Linked DNA regions of Mus musculus: region 1 is linked to region 2. A link is a contact called in public HiChIP or PLAC-seq data. All regions are on one chromosome and are shown on one strand. Each heading gives the region's core, a stretch centred on a gene start, on an enhancer-like site or on the middle of the called end of the contact. The rest is flanking DNA. Distances are from core to core; before and after follow the strand shown.

The links. HiChIP or PLAC-seq counts read pairs in DNA pulled down with a chosen protein or histone mark.
Region 1: a contact with region 2 is called in an H3K4me3 HiChIP or PLAC-seq map of forebrain, with 4 times the contacts expected there. The contact joins two enhancer-like sites. A contact is called at or near these places in 2 of 484 Hi-C or Micro-C datasets (nephron progenitors and ventricular fibroblasts), 7 of 115 datasets of contacts at active chromatin or transcription factors (bone marrow-derived macrophages, embryonic basal ganglia, embryonic hindbrain and 4 more) and 3 of 9 other capture datasets (adipose tissue, embryonic stem cells and pancreatic islet).

Annotation. Positions count from the first base shown.
Region 1 is chr15:59,274,250-59,281,818 of GRCm38.p6, reverse strand. The region is part of intron 2 of Gm36617 (a long non-coding RNA gene); the gene reads right to left. Among named protein-coding and RNA genes, the nearest start is that of Gm36617, 32 kb to the right of the region's middle. Within about 2 kb of position 2,773, at least 90 of the 459 cell types and tissues checked have an H3K27ac peak or open chromatin away from gene starts, as enhancers often do. A contact at or near this core is called in forebrain and pancreatic islet, where this site is marked.
Region 2 is chr15:59,026,583-59,033,730 of GRCm38.p6, reverse strand. All of the region lies in intron 3 of Mtss1 (MTSS I-BAR domain containing 1), which reads left to right. Among named protein-coding and RNA genes, the nearest start is that of Gm41330, 36 kb to the right of the region's middle. Within about 2 kb of position 3,505, at least 109 of the 459 cell types and tissues checked have an H3K27ac peak or open chromatin away from gene starts, as enhancers often do. A contact at or near this core is called in forebrain and pancreatic islet, where this site is marked.

The DNA of each region.
Region 1 (7,569 bases), core at 1,524-4,023, 250 kb before region 2:
TATCTACTTGGGAACTCCTGGAGACAGTTGCTCGAGAGCCATTTATGGGAAGTTTGGCCAGAACCTTTAGCGGCATGGAGATGCCTGACCTTTCCAAAAATACACTCTCCACCCCTACCCTCTCCACCTTAGCATCCCAACCTTTCTTCACTTCCACCTTCTCTTTCCCTACATGCCATGCTTACCTTCTTTAACCCTACCCTGGACACCCCCACTTTCTCAATTCCTACACTCATCACCCCCACCCTAACCACCCTTACCCTCTTCACCTGTCCTCTCCATCTGCATCCTCTCCATCTGCATCCTCTCCATCTGCATCCTCTCTACCCTATCCTCTCCATTTCTAAACTATCCATCCTTACTTTTTCAAACCCTACACTCTCCATTCTTACCCCCTACACCCATAGCCTCTCCATCCTCTACTTTTTCACCCCTACACCTCCTCCACCCCACCCTCTCCACCTCTGCCATCACCATCTCTACCCTCTCCATCCCTTGGGGCATACAGTAGTTCTCTACTACAGTGTCGGGGGACCACCTTACTGAGTTGTTCGCCTGCTTTCCCATTCAGTTAGAAACTTGGTGTTAGATTTGGTGAAAGCGCCCTTCTGAGCTGGGCTTATGGACTCCTCATAGATACTAGTGAGTGAATGACTCATGTCCATGTGTGTTGTGGGGTGGCTAGACAGAAGCAGGAGTCATCCAGAAAGAAGAAACCTCACTCCCGGTGTGGAATGACCAACATCAGATTGCCCTGTAGGCAGGTCTACGGAACATTTTACTGATGATTGCCTTAGAGGGCCCATTCCACTGTGAGTGGTGCCATCCTGTGGTCGCGGGTGGCATAAGAAAGCAGGCTGAAGCCTGATGTGGTGGAGCACACACACCTTTAATCCCAGCACTCGGAAGGCAGAGGCAGGTGGATTTCTTTCTGAGTTCGAGGCCAGCCTGGTCTACAAAGTGAGTTCCAGGACAGCCAGGGCTATACAGAGAAACCCTGTCTGGAAACAAACAAACAAACCAAAAACACAAAACAAAAAAGAAAGCAAGCTGAGTAAACCACAGGGAGCAAACCAGTAAGCACCCCTCCGTGCTTCAGTTCCCGCCTCCAGGTTTTTGCTTTAACACCTGCCTTCCCTTGGTGATAGCCCCTCAAGGTGATATAAAGCCTTTCTCCCCCGAGTTACTTTTGGTCCCGGTGTTTGTGATAGAAAAAAAAAAAAAAGTAGCAAGTATAAACCCAAGAAAGTAATGCGAAGGCCTGGATCGGGGGTAATTGCTGAAATCGGAGGCAAACTGACAGGCGTTGAAAAATTAACGTGGCTGCCCAATATAGGTACAGAAGAAATAGTAATGTGTTGTTGTTGTTGCTGTTGCTGCTGTTTCAGCTGCCATTGTTTGAAGGACTCCAGATGTATCCCTTTAACAGTGAAAAAGACCATTTACTCTCAAGCGAGTCTGCAGCCTGCTGGGAGGCGGAGAACAAGAGACAAACAATAAGTAGTTCCGGTTGTGGTTTAGTGGTCTGAAGTAAACAAAAGCACCAAGGAGACAGAACAGCTGGCAAAGGTGAAGCAAGAAGACTCCGTGGGGAGGTGACATTTCAGCTGAGACCCTCAGGACTGGCCAGTGCAAATGTCCGGAGTGCGGAGACGCAGATAGGCTGGAAACTTAACAGGGGAGTCAGACCAAAGCAGGTTCACGGCATCATGGCGTGGAGAGGGAGAATGAGGCAGCCGAAGAGGTCAGATCACTGAGGACACTGACGTCAGGGAAAGAGCCTGGGGCCACTGTGTGTACACTGGGAAGCCCCCCGGGGGGGGGGGTGTTTGAGCAAAAGAATGATGCGTTCCAATTTGTGTGTTGAAAAGATCATCTGGGGCAGGAGTCAAAACCCACAGTGGGTGGAGCCCCATTTCCAGAGCCGATGGAGCATCCGATCAATTTCCAAGGAGAGTCGGGAACTAAGAGCTCCCGGCCCCGCAGGAGTGTATAAGCTTTTTGACTTCCAGGCTGGCTGATTTTGAAATCCGTATGCTCTGAGAATCCTTAGAGTTTGCAGCTCTGTTTTGGGAGTGTGGCAATAAGGTAGAGAAAAGGATAAGGAACTCTAAGGCTCAGACTAGGGGGAGGTTGCTAGCTGAGGGACAGAACACTCCCCAGGTCTCTGGGGCGCAGGGGGGGGGTGAGGGGAGGACCTGCAGGTTTGGACTTGAGAATCGGAAAGTCTTGAGAAGCAGAAAGGAAGAGAGAATGGGCGCTTTTGTATCTAATTACACCCATTTAGTTGTCTAGGCAGCCCCTTTATCACCATGCACTTTGCAGCTCAGCTCTTTCAACAGGGTCTAATTACCTTGCCTAATTACCACCTTAACGTCACTTACCACCACTCTCACTCTCTTCCCTCGGATCCCGCAAGCAGGGCCCTCTGCGGGCAGTGGGATTTTATGAGCAAGTTAAGATGCCACTGTGCAAAGCAAGCTTGGGAAAGACTGTATTCTAATAGGTATTAGTTAGGGAAGCACTTGGTACAGCAACCCACAGCCTTTAAAACACACACACACACACACAAAACTTGGGGCAGTTGTAGAATGGAAACCAATGTGAAAGCAAGCAGAGAACCATCTGAGACTCTGATCTTAATTTTTCCCGGCTCCAGAATGTGATTCTGCCAGTTTAAAGGGGTTTTTTTCTTTCTTCACATCCAAGTGTATAAATGCTGTGCTCAGCAAGTCATACCCAGCCAGCGTTAGGAAATAATTCTGCAGGAAAGAAATAGGCCATACGGCTATAACCGGCTGAACGAAAAGTAGGTCATGGCCATAGCACAGGGCTGCTGGCCAGAGCCCTGGAGCCAGAAGGCAGCCATCTGTGAGGAGACAGGACAGTGTCTTTCCTCACTCACTGTGCAGATCCATTCTATTCTACTCCCTACTATAAGCCTGCAATGTGACACTTGTCACCCCTAACATTTTGTCCATAGGATCAGTCTGAGTCTCTTTGTTGGTTGGTTGCCTGGGCCGAGACCTGTTCCCCAAGGCTTCTTCCTTCCACACACAGGGTGGCTGGGTCCTAGGTGGCTGGGAGGGTTGACATATCCACGTCTCACCTGCAGAGACACCCTGATTTAACAACATTTGCTAAGTCACTTATTAAATAAAAAGTCCCATTTTTTTTTCCATCTATAAAATAGGACACAACCCTTCTCTAGGTTTTGTTTTTCTTTTGTGTAAGAGTTCAGTTCGAGAATCATGGGTCTGCATGATTCTTTTACTGAGCACGATGTTCATCTTGCAACTGCCGGGCAAGCTTGTCACTCAGACAAGCCATGCAACACCTGTGCATCTCCATATCCTCATCACCAATCAAGGGGTGACTTTGAAGGAGCTGTAGCCGGGACGGACTGGAAGGTAAACACTGGCTAATGCGTCAGAACTGCTGAGGTCAAAGCTGGCCCACAGGGAACCTGTCTGTACTTTCATTTTCCTTCCCTCCTGTCTCCAGAAAGCTGGACACACTGAACATACATGTTCAGGTGTCTCCCATGTTTCTGAGACTAATATCCCTTGCAAATGTTCAGGCAGAAACAAACTACATGGGTCCCCCTTGTGAGACTTGCCTGTTTGTGTTTGTTTCCTAAGGGCACGGTGTGGGAGAAATCCCACGATTTAAAATTTCCAATGAAGTCACTGGAAATTTAAGTTGAACAAGCTTGACATGAAGAGGCTTGAACGGGTGCACTCCTTGCTTCCCTTTGCCATCCTTCATGACATTTGTGACATGCCACCCTCAGCCGCCCAGTTGGCTTCTGGAGGAAAGATGCTTCCCCCAAAGACGCCACTTAGTCATCTGCTGAGCAGAGGAAAGCATCCACATGCGGCCCAAGGGAGGGAGTCTGGCCTGTTCAAAACGCAGACTGGGAAGAGACAGCCCGTGAGAGGACCAGAGGGGACTCTGTTCCCCACCTCCCTCTCTCTCTTCCTCTCCCTGTCTTCCTCTGTCTCCTTCCCTTCCATCTCTCCATCTTCCCCTCTTGTATTGTGTTCCTTAGAATTTTTTTTTCAATCATGCACACTTGTGCCTGTGCACATTCATGGTGTGAGCACAGCCAGAACAGAGTGTCAGATCCTCGTATGACTACAAATGGAACCACCTCAAAAAATAAAAACAGAGTCTGAGGGCTTTTTTTTTTAAATTATTACAAGTATTTGTGATGTGTCTATATGTATATGTGTGTGTGTGTGTGTGTGTGTGTGTGTGTGTGTGTTTAACAGCATACATGTGAGGGTCAAAGAACAACTTGTGGAAACTGGTTCTCTCCTTCCACCATGTGGGTCTTGGGAATCCAACTCAAGTTGTCAAGCTTGGCAGCACCTGCCCTTCCTACTGAGCCATCTCACCAGCCCAAGTCTGAGGGTCACAATGTGAGTTTTAAGCCACAGTGTCTCCCCTACGGAGCATAGTTAACATTTATATGTGCAGTCACATTGTTTTCTATCTACTCTGGCGACAGCACCCCTGGGTAGGGGCAATGGTTGTAGCCTATGACTTGGAACAAGAATCTGGAGGAGAAGGAAATGGCTGATACTTGGTCATTTGGGGTGGGATGAAAGGAGATGGGATGGATACCCACTTCCATGTCACCAGAGAGCAGCAGAGACATTCTCGTGGTGATATGGGATCCGTCAGCCATGGGTTGAAGGTTGACAGTGACTCTAGAGTACTTTGGGGATATAACAAGTGACAACATCTCATGACAGCTTCAGGTAGCATTTTCCATATCATATCTGGAGATGTCAACATCTCTTGCCAGAGCTGAGGGAGAGTCTCAATGAGCTGCATCTGCCTCTATGCGGGGGCCCAGCGGTTTCTGGAGATCAACCACGATAATCAGGCTATTCACTGACATGCTGGCATGCCTTGTAAGCGAGGGGAGAAGTTCCTGCAACGGGTCCCCTCTGCACCAGCCCGCCTTTCCCGACTGTCACGAGAATGAGACCACCTCTTTATAGCAGCTCAATGTAGGACAGTTCCTGAAGGGCACTTTATCTTCTGAGTTCATTCTGGTGTCAGTGCCATGTGGGGAGACACTGCCAAGTGTAAGGGAGACACCGTCAAGGTCTTTCTCAGCTTTCCTGCACTCATGGCTACTCTGCTATACTCCTGACCCAAGTCTAGATGCATGGACCACGGGATATGACAGAAGAAGCACTCAAGGCTTCTTGGGGACTACCTGGGCTAAGAGTCCTAAGAGGCTTTCTCCCTCCACGCCCAGGGCATGGTGCCTATGAGGGCTGACGTTTAAGGCATCCATATGGCCAGACAGGGCTCTGTTCCCCACCTCCCTCTCTCTCTTCCTCTCCCTGTCTTCCTCTGTCTCCTTCCCTTCCATCTCTCCATCTTCCCCTCTTGTATTGTGTTCCTTAGAATATTTTTTCAATCATGCACACTTGTGCCTGTGCACATTCATGGTGTGAGCACAACCAGAACAGAGTGTCAGATCCTCTGGAGCTGGGGTTCCAGGCAGCCGTGAGCCCCTGACATGGATGCTGGGAACTGATTATGAGTCTTCTGGAAGAGCAGCAGCGGCATGTGCTTATATAGCCCCCAAGCCATCTCCTCGTCCGTGTGTTTCCTTTTAAAAGGTTTTTAATGACATTTACTTAGTTTTCGCGTCACAACACACGGCACACACGTGCAAGTCAGAGGACAACTTGCAGGGTCTATCTGCTCTTTCCATCATGTGGGTCCTGAGATTGAACTCTGGGTCTGTCAAACTTGGCAGCAAGCACTTTTAAAAAAAACAATAATAACAGTAATAATAATAATAATAAACCCCTCTGAACCACGAAACTGACCCTTACTACTGAGTGTCAGTGTGAGTTGTTGACTCAGATGTTTTAGGAAGTACTGGTTGAATGTTAGGATACAAAAGGTTTAAGATACTATCTTTGTCCCCCAGGACCACTCCAGGCCCCAAAGTGTGACCCCCAAGAAATGCCAAATGCAGCCGTGTTCTGCACTATTTCTTGTAGAGCAGAGGGAATAACGATAGTACAGAGTGACACCCATCCAACTTGTATTGACATGTGACCCAGTCCAACCAGTCTGGACTCCATTTGGTTTCTATAGTATCCTTCTAAAATCCTTCATCATTGTCTGCCTGGACTTCTGGTCTAGCTTTGGAAGATATAGCATCTGTTCCCAAAGAGCCTGGTGCCCAATAAGAGCTGAGAAAAATATTTATAAGACAAAGAAATGAGTGTTAGGCCGTGTTGGCACAGGTTAAATTCTGCTGTGACAACAAATGGTGGGCTTACAAGCTCAGGGGCTCACAGCACACCTTGGTTTATTGACACATCCCTCGAAGTGGCTTCAGCTCAGGTTGACATCTTTCATGCTGTGGGGCCTGGCATGGCCAGCAGCATCTTGTCTAGATGGTCTTGTGGAATAGACAGGGGGAAAAAAAACAACAGTGGAAAGAATTGTAAGAACCAGTTGCTGGCTGCCTCACACCCCATTGGCCAGAACAAGTCACATGATCAGGCCTGACATCATGCTTAGCAGCCCTGGGCAGTTAACAGTTAACAGTTGGCAGTTAGTGGTTGGCACTCCCTCACGGTGCAGCAGACCTAAGGACTCAACACTGGGCATAGGCAGAGGGACAAAAAAAAGTCAGAAGCACTCTGGAGTTTCTCTTGGCTTATTTTACTAAGACATTTAAATTGAACCCACCTTTTTCCCCGTTCCAGTCTCCCTGGGCTAATATAGCAGAGAGGAGCAAATAGGACCAGTCAGCCTTAGGATGTCTTATTCTGGAGACCCACAAAGAGACTGTGATGAACTGGGAAGAAACTTTGGTGCCAAACCTCGTGACTGTAAAGATGATACTACAGGGGCTCATTATCTTAAAAAGCACCGAGGTTTGAAGTCGGGTAACTTGGGTTTGAGTCTTTCTCATGTGCAGGAAGGACCAGCTGTATAATCTGGAATCATTTGCCCTCTCTGAACTTTAGTTCCTTCAGTTGTAAAACAAGGGCGGTTGTGAGAAAGGGAAGCCACTCTGTGAGTGGGATTGGGGGCTTCCCACATTCACCCTTGGTGATCATTTGATAGAAAATGTCTTTCCCACCAATTAAGGAGCCTTAAGGTTCTATCTTTGGCATGGAGATATAAATACAGAAAATTTATTGGCAGCAGCCAATGAGCTGAAGCTAGAAATGATCTAAAAGACTTTTCATTTCTTAAAAAATCCTTTGAAAATTTCGTACATGTATACCATGTATCTCAATCATCTCCACCCTTACTCTCCCCCCCCCCAACCCCTGCAGGACCACCCCCATCACATCTCCCACCCAACTTCGTGTCCTTTTAAAATATTTGGTTTATTTTTCTTAACCTATTGCATCAAATTTGTGCTGTCTGTATGCACTTGGGCGTTGGGTCATGGGGAATCTACCTGTGGCCTTACCACGGAAAGAAAATTGTCTCTGCTTTCTCTGGCAGCCATCGACTGCCCAAAGCCCCTTGGGTGGCATCTGCAGAGGCCCTCCCTTCTCCACCCTGGAA
Region 2 (7,148 bases), core at 2,256-4,755:
GTAAGAGAGGACAGGGCGTTATTGATAGCATAAGGAGTGTGTGCCACATCTGTGTCTTTGGAAGTCTGGCAGTGCCATGGTGGTTGTAGCATAGGGGCTCACGAGGGAATGAGCGTATTGGGGTTGTTTGGGAAAGGCGTGTTTAGGTCTGTTCTTGTAAGGATGGAGGTTGGGTTCTAGAACCAAACAGCAGAACGAGGCTGGAACCATTCCTGAGAGAACAAGGCTTCCTTGTTCTAAAAACGTGGATCAAAATGACCAGTGAAGATCCTGGTGTGAGGGATGGCCAGTCCCAGTGTCTCCTTTCTACCACGGCTGTTAGAGCTCTCGGAAGCTTCCAGGGTTCAAAACCTTGGTGGGGCAAGATGCATTTTGGTATGCTTTGTATTTGGCAGTGTGACCTGTACTGAACACACCAGATGTTTAGAGGACACCTACTGACCAACTCGCACAGGGAACTAGTGTTTTAACTTTTAGCTTTAAGGTCGCCTGTCTTCAAACTGTGGTCCCCTGGGAGGAGGCGGTTAAATGGGTCTCTAAACATTCCTATGACAGAGTTTGGCTCTTGGTCTCTGCTGTGTTCTTCCTGTTTTGCCCTCGCCTGGTTCTCTTTTGGTTCACGCAGACCTCTGCCTTTCCCTCCCCTATGAACAAGAGGAATTGTATCTCAGAACTTCAGCGCCAGCCATTTAGAGCAGTGCTATGCAAACTACACCCCAGAAAATGAGTTTGCCACTTGTCCATAAGCTGAGAAAGGCTTTCAGATCGTTGGAATCTGTCACAGTCTAAGGCGACATGGAATTTTAGTTGAAATGTGTGCCCATTTCTGGGAATGCACCTGGCTGGTTCTCCTGGGGCTTGTCCATGGCCACCACTGTACCCTTATGGAGCTGAACTGTTCTGGTAGAGACTAAATGGCCTTTTCTGGGGACATTCTAGTTTCCTTTAAAGCAGAGCACCTTGGAAGGATGGAGGTGGAAGCAGAGATGGAAAGTGAGTCATTTATTTCCCTGTGTAAATTGAAATGTTCGGAGTGAAATTGTCTTTTAAGTAGCCACCTCCACCCCAACCCCAATTGTTTATTCCTTAATTGAGAGCCTTTGATTGGAGAAAACAAAAGAATGAAATCAACAACAGATGTTCATGGTGATGCTAAGGGAGAAGACTTCTATGTCGCTCTTACAACCGTGATGATCTTGCTCCCATCCCCCTCCACACCCCTAGTGCCTTTACAATTTCAATAGTCTATTTTTTGCCTGTGCACCCCATTGGGAGGAGCACAGTATGAGAATGTTCATCTGCCCCACTCTATTATGTGTACGGTGAAGAATATTTGAAGTGACATGTGGCGGCCTGGTTCTTTAATCAGCGTGTGTATGGCACTGTGCTGGCTGCCGCCCAGGGGCTGAATCCCCAAAGGCTTGTTTCCCAGAGCGAGGCTGCATTTTGCCCCCTCGACACACCCGTTGTGATTTAATTCTCTATACCAAATCCGAAACCCAGAGACCCAGACTTTAGATGGGAAAGGGATCTGAGGGAAGTGGGACATTTTTCACGATGACGTAAGGCTTCTCCACTCGGAGAAAGGATTGGTTCTTTCTCTTTGTCTGGTGAGGAGTGGTCTTGGAAGCCAAGTACTGAGGATATTAAGGATAAGGTCAGCCTTTTCCATTGACGGGGGTTTGATATTGGGCATGTCGCTCTTCCACCATTTACCGAGATGTTTGGAATTGTAACAGAGATTCGCTGGGTTTCTACACGTGGGAGCATCATCTCTGGGTGGTCGTGGGATGCCACCTTTGATGGAAGGGCAGCCAGGGCGTTCTGAGGTCACCTAATTAGGCAGCAGTGAAGGAAAGCGCCAGAGTAGAGAACCATGGCCCTCCTTCCCCTGTATCATTTCTTCCCTTCTCTCCGTATTCCTGTAGTGTCATATTTTGTTTTTTAATCTAACCTTTCATGCCACCGTCTCATTTCCCATGCGTATCTGGAATAATATCCAGCTTCATAAAAGCCCTGCCGCACATTCTCAGTTATGAGTAATTTCTAAAAGCCTAATAATTGGCAGTCACCTTCTCATTCCTTTGTGTCTGACTCTGCTGTGGAAATTCTGGAAAGTCTTGGCCATTTTTTCTTATAAAAAGGTGGAAGGGTTGGAACCTTATAGGTTAATGAGGAAGGCAGCATGCCCCAAATACAGTCCACAGCACCAGGCTTCACATACGTGTGTGTCAGAGTCAAACGTAAAAGAACTTTAAAAGTTAACAGCCCTCCACAGGAGCGTGCACAGCGGTGCGGTGCATGATAGTCAGAAGATGGAAGCCAGCCACCCGGCTTCCGTTGGATGACTGCAGGAGCCGATCGTGACATCTAGCTAATGGGATATTATCAGAGCTTAGAAAGAACGAAGTGTTGATACACACTGCAATTTAGATGACTCTCAAAAGCCCCTTAAACTCAGACGCCCTTGTCGTACAGTCTACCTTGTGTGACTCGGTCTGAATAGGTGGACAGAGAACCAGGAAGATTCATGGTTGCTGGGGCCCTGGGAGGGCAAACTGAAGACTCCTGCAGAATGAGCCTGGGGGCTGGCTCTCTTGAGCCGGTGGAGACATTTTGGAGTTCTTTGGAGGGGATCCTTGAGCAGCATCCAAAGTATCTAAGAGGCAGTGACCTCATTAATTAAACTGTCCCGTGTTCTTGCATCGGCCCCAGTGACCCCCCCCCCCCCCCGGCACTTGTTGGTCTCCAGCCCTCCTCCCTCATGATGCTTCCTAGTGACACATCTGGTAGGCTGGTGGAGAATCAGGGTCTTCTGTAAGCCTCACACCTTCCCTTCGGAGGCCGGCAAAGCATTTGATCCTGTTACCCTCTGATGGTGGAGGGGTCTTCCCAGCTTTGCTATTGTCCCAGCTCTCTGACTTGCTTCTCTCTGCTGGGATTGGAGACAAGAATGAGCGGGATCTAACCTCATACATACGGTGGTTGGGAGTTTTACATAAGACTGACAAGTGCCTGGCAGAGGGTTAGCACACACGTGCATATAGTTAATCTTATGCCTGTCCTTTGGGTTCTCTGAGTTCATGGAAAGATGGTGGGAGGGAACCCTGTGCCCCAGAGTGACCTGTGGTACACGAGTCTACCTCACTCTGCTCTAATCTTCAGCCTTTTGTCTCTTCCACTCTTTGCTGAGGAGGAGCCTCTGTGTTTGGAGGGGAAGAGAGGTCATGGTTAGCTGGGGCTGATCACAGCAGAAAGGCTTCCTGGCTTTAGCTGCAGCTCCACCAGGGCCATTGTCCGGGTAGGCCTGGTGGCTGCTTCCATGAAGTGTGACACTTGTCAAATACCCTTAGGTTTGGGAAAGACAAGAAATAAAAGAAACGGGGCTTCCTGCCCCCGTGCCAGAGCCCCATCATCAGGATGCACGAAGGCAGGATGAACGTGTGGCTTCTAGTCTGGGTCTCCCTCCCCTGTAGTGGCATGAATTGATGGGGCCCATCTGTCTGCTTCAGCAAGCAGGATGAAGTCATAGTGCTTAAAATAGCTCAAGGGACTAGCGCAGTCCTCTCTCCCTCACCCCCTGAGGACTTTCACACAGGATTTTGGAATCGTGGCTTGGGTGTCGGTTTCCTTGGTAGGCCCACATCTGGGTGGTGCGTGCGTGTGCCCAGCTCTCCTTCATGCCCGGCACTTCTGAGAGTGATTCCTTTCAAGGAGGGTCTCTTCAGACCCACCTTGTGTGGTCCCTTCTCATCACTTCATTTCATGTAGTTTTCCTGCCCTTGTCTCTTCCACACTGTCCTGAGGTGGATAGAATGCGCAGGAACTTCCCTTCCCAGCTTGAGATAACTCTGAAGAAGGCTTCGCTTGCTTGGCACAGAGCTAAGTTCTTCAGTTCTGCTCTTGGGGCTTAGCTAACTAGGAAAGGAAGCAGAAGCCAGTCCTGGTCTCTTTCCTGACAGGAAGCAGAGGGCAACGTTCTTCCACCATGCCCTTCTTACTGCTTCGTAATTCCAGGTGACTATCCAGGTGGATAAAGGACGTATGGATGTCCTTTAGCATTGGTATGGCCTTTGTATTCCTTAGAGACTAGTACTGGCCTTTTATTTTACTTTACACTTGATTCAAGAAGAGGGATAAACCCCCCCCACCAAATCCCCAAATTCATACTGTCCTTGGAGAGAATTACAATGTATTTATTCCATATGACTCTCCAGAGATTGCAGCTTCACAATTTCCCTTCAGACTTCTACAGAGTTACTACGGCCTCCTGTGCCAGCAAGCAGGAAGCATGTGAACTCAGTAGGCTGTCACCATCACACTGGTTGGGACTTGGCTAGTCCACCATTGGAAAACCTTAACTTGTTTGCATGTCTTATTTTACAAGGGAAATGGATATCAGACAAGGGTAAGCGGTGACTTGATTGCCCTACTGGACCTGTCCTCAGATTTGCCTTTGGGGCATTTCAGCTGCTCTGCTACTGCAGAGAGTCTGTTTTAAAATTTGAGCCATCTGGTTGGAGTGAGCAAGTGTCAGAACGCTGTCTCCACTTTGATCCTCTTCTGCAAAGAGACCCTCCTCCCTGGGAACCTGGCAGTCCCGGTGCAGGTATCTGTACCTGGGGAGCAGAGGTCTGGGGACAGAAACAAGGTGTTTTCCTGCACAGAGGACAAGGTGGGCTTGGTTAGAAAGAGATAGGATAGCTGGGCAGTGGTGGCACACGCCTTTAATCCCAGCACTTGGAAGGCAGAGGCAGGTGGATTTTTGAGTTCGAGGCCAGCCTGGTCTGCAGAGTGAGTTCCAGGACAGCCAGAGTAACCACAGAGAAACCCTATCTCAGGGAAGAGGGGGGTGGGGGGTGGGGAGGAGGAGGAGGGGGAGGAAGAGGGAGGAGAGGGAGAGGGACTTTGGCTGAGGAGAGAACTTGCAGTTTAGAAGTACCATATAGAGAAAAATAATTGAAGAAGCTGCACCCAGCATGGCAGACTAGAAGAGAGACCATTTAGAACCGCAGTGGACTATGCTCTGTGGCCAGTAACCCCCTACGGACAAGTGTGCCAGGTCTGAGCTACGATCTGGATGCTTCCATGGAGCTGATTTTTTTTTTTTTTTTTTTTTTTTTTTTGAGACAGGGTTTCTCTGTGTAGCCCTGGCTGTCCTGGAACTCAATTTGTAGACCAGGCTGGCCTTGAACTCAGAAATCTGCCTGCCTCTGCCTCCCAAGTGCTGGGATTAAAGGCATTCGTCACCACACCTGGCTCATGGAGCTGATTCTGATGGAGACTCAAGGAGCCCTGTGTCTCTTACTTTGCATTTTCTTGGGTGACTAGACCTTCGGGCACTCATGTGTCCAGGTCCTAAGCCATTTTAAAGTGATGCTTTGGAGTTGTCAGAGAGAGACGACTACTAAGTCGCTTCTTCTAGACTCTAGAATTTTCTTCCTTAACCTTAGAGATGGGAAGAACTGCTTTCTTCGTAATTAGGAGCGAGGGGTTTTTTTTATGGCTCATCCTTAAACCTCTGGCTTTACCGTCTCATGTATAAATGTTTAAAAAAGGACTCAGCGAGAGCCCCTGGCAAGTCCTGGGTGCTGTGCTCATGGTGTTGACCATGACACCTCTCAAAGCACATAAACTTGTTGGGTTCAGGCAGTCACTGGTACTTTAATTACCAGCTGCTGCGGACTTGTGAAACTCCATCTTAGGAAGAAGGAAGTTAGAAATCTCTGACCACTGCCTGCAAGCTTGCAGGGTCTGACCGTTTCCTGTCTCTTTTTACCTCTAACCCCACCTGTTCCCCGTGCTCACCTCTCCAAATTCCTGTTCATCCCAGAACCAATGTGCCTGCTGTTCCCTCTGCTGGAAGTCTTGTTCTCCACACCTTTGGGTTGTTCCAGCCCCAGCGTGGGGAACCCTTTTCAGCCACACCCCTGTCCTCTGCATCCTCGGTCCTTTCTCTGTCTTTGTTCTGCATATTGTACTTTATTTTCATGGCTTCTTCCTCCTATGTTCCTCCCAGCAGCTTGGATGCTCCAGGAGCACAGACTTTGTATCATTGTTTATCTCCTTGGCAACTGATGCTCCGTGAATAATCACCGAGTGAATGAATGAACCAAACACAGATTTTAAATTAGCATATTACTTAGTTTTCTATTGCTGTGATAAAATACTCCCGGACCAAAAGCAACTTACAGATAAAAATGCTTATTTTGGCTTAAGATTCCCAGGGGATGAGAGAACATCATAGCAGAGAGGCCTGGCAGCAGAATTAGCTTAGTAGCAGGAGCAGGAAGCCAAGCTGATCATCTCTCAACTGAAAGTAGAAAGCAGAGGGCCAAGTGCAGTGTGATTACTCTGTAGTGATATACTCTTCCTCCAGAAGGGTCATTACCTCCTAAAGGTTCCATTACTGCTCTCAAACAGCGCCACCAGTTGGGATCAGCTGTCCGAATATCTGAGCCTATGGAGGACATTTCTTATTTAAACCACCATAATTAGGGAATTTAAACTTAGCCTGTGCCTGCCGAAGTGTTCTTTTGCGAATGCTTGGAGCAAGATGCTGGTACCGTCTTCCTTCCTAGAGTGCAGGGATTTTCTTATGTTACAGCCATTTCTTTTTCTCTTACCAGTTCTGAATGAAGCCCTGGAGAGTAAACATTAGCTTTGTTTAGCCACACCGAGTCAGGAGATTTTTAGCTTGTGATCTAGGAAGGCCACTGCTTGCGTTGTGTTGTTGAGTCAATGACTTTGCATTGACAAAGACGCTGAGCCTTACTGGAAACCAACCAAGTAGCTCATTGTTTTTGAGTCCTTGTAAAACAAATAAAAACAAAACAAAATTACCTTGATTGTATTCCAGAGCCAGCTGTGAAGCATGTGCACTTCGGGTTTGGTCCAGTTTTGCAAACATTAAGAGCCCGACACTTCTGATTCACCCTTACTTGGCATCATTTGCAAGAGGGTGACACCTACGCAGTTTCTCAGGCTGTGCTTTCTACTAATTGTTTGTTTAATTAGAAAATGAGTAAGTATTTATAGAGAAAGTAGAACCCAAAGCTGTGGGGATGAAACCTTCTCTAATTGTGCAATCAGGATCTGCCGACTCCTGCACTTTTCATGTGTGTGTGTGTGTGTGTGTGTGTGTGTGT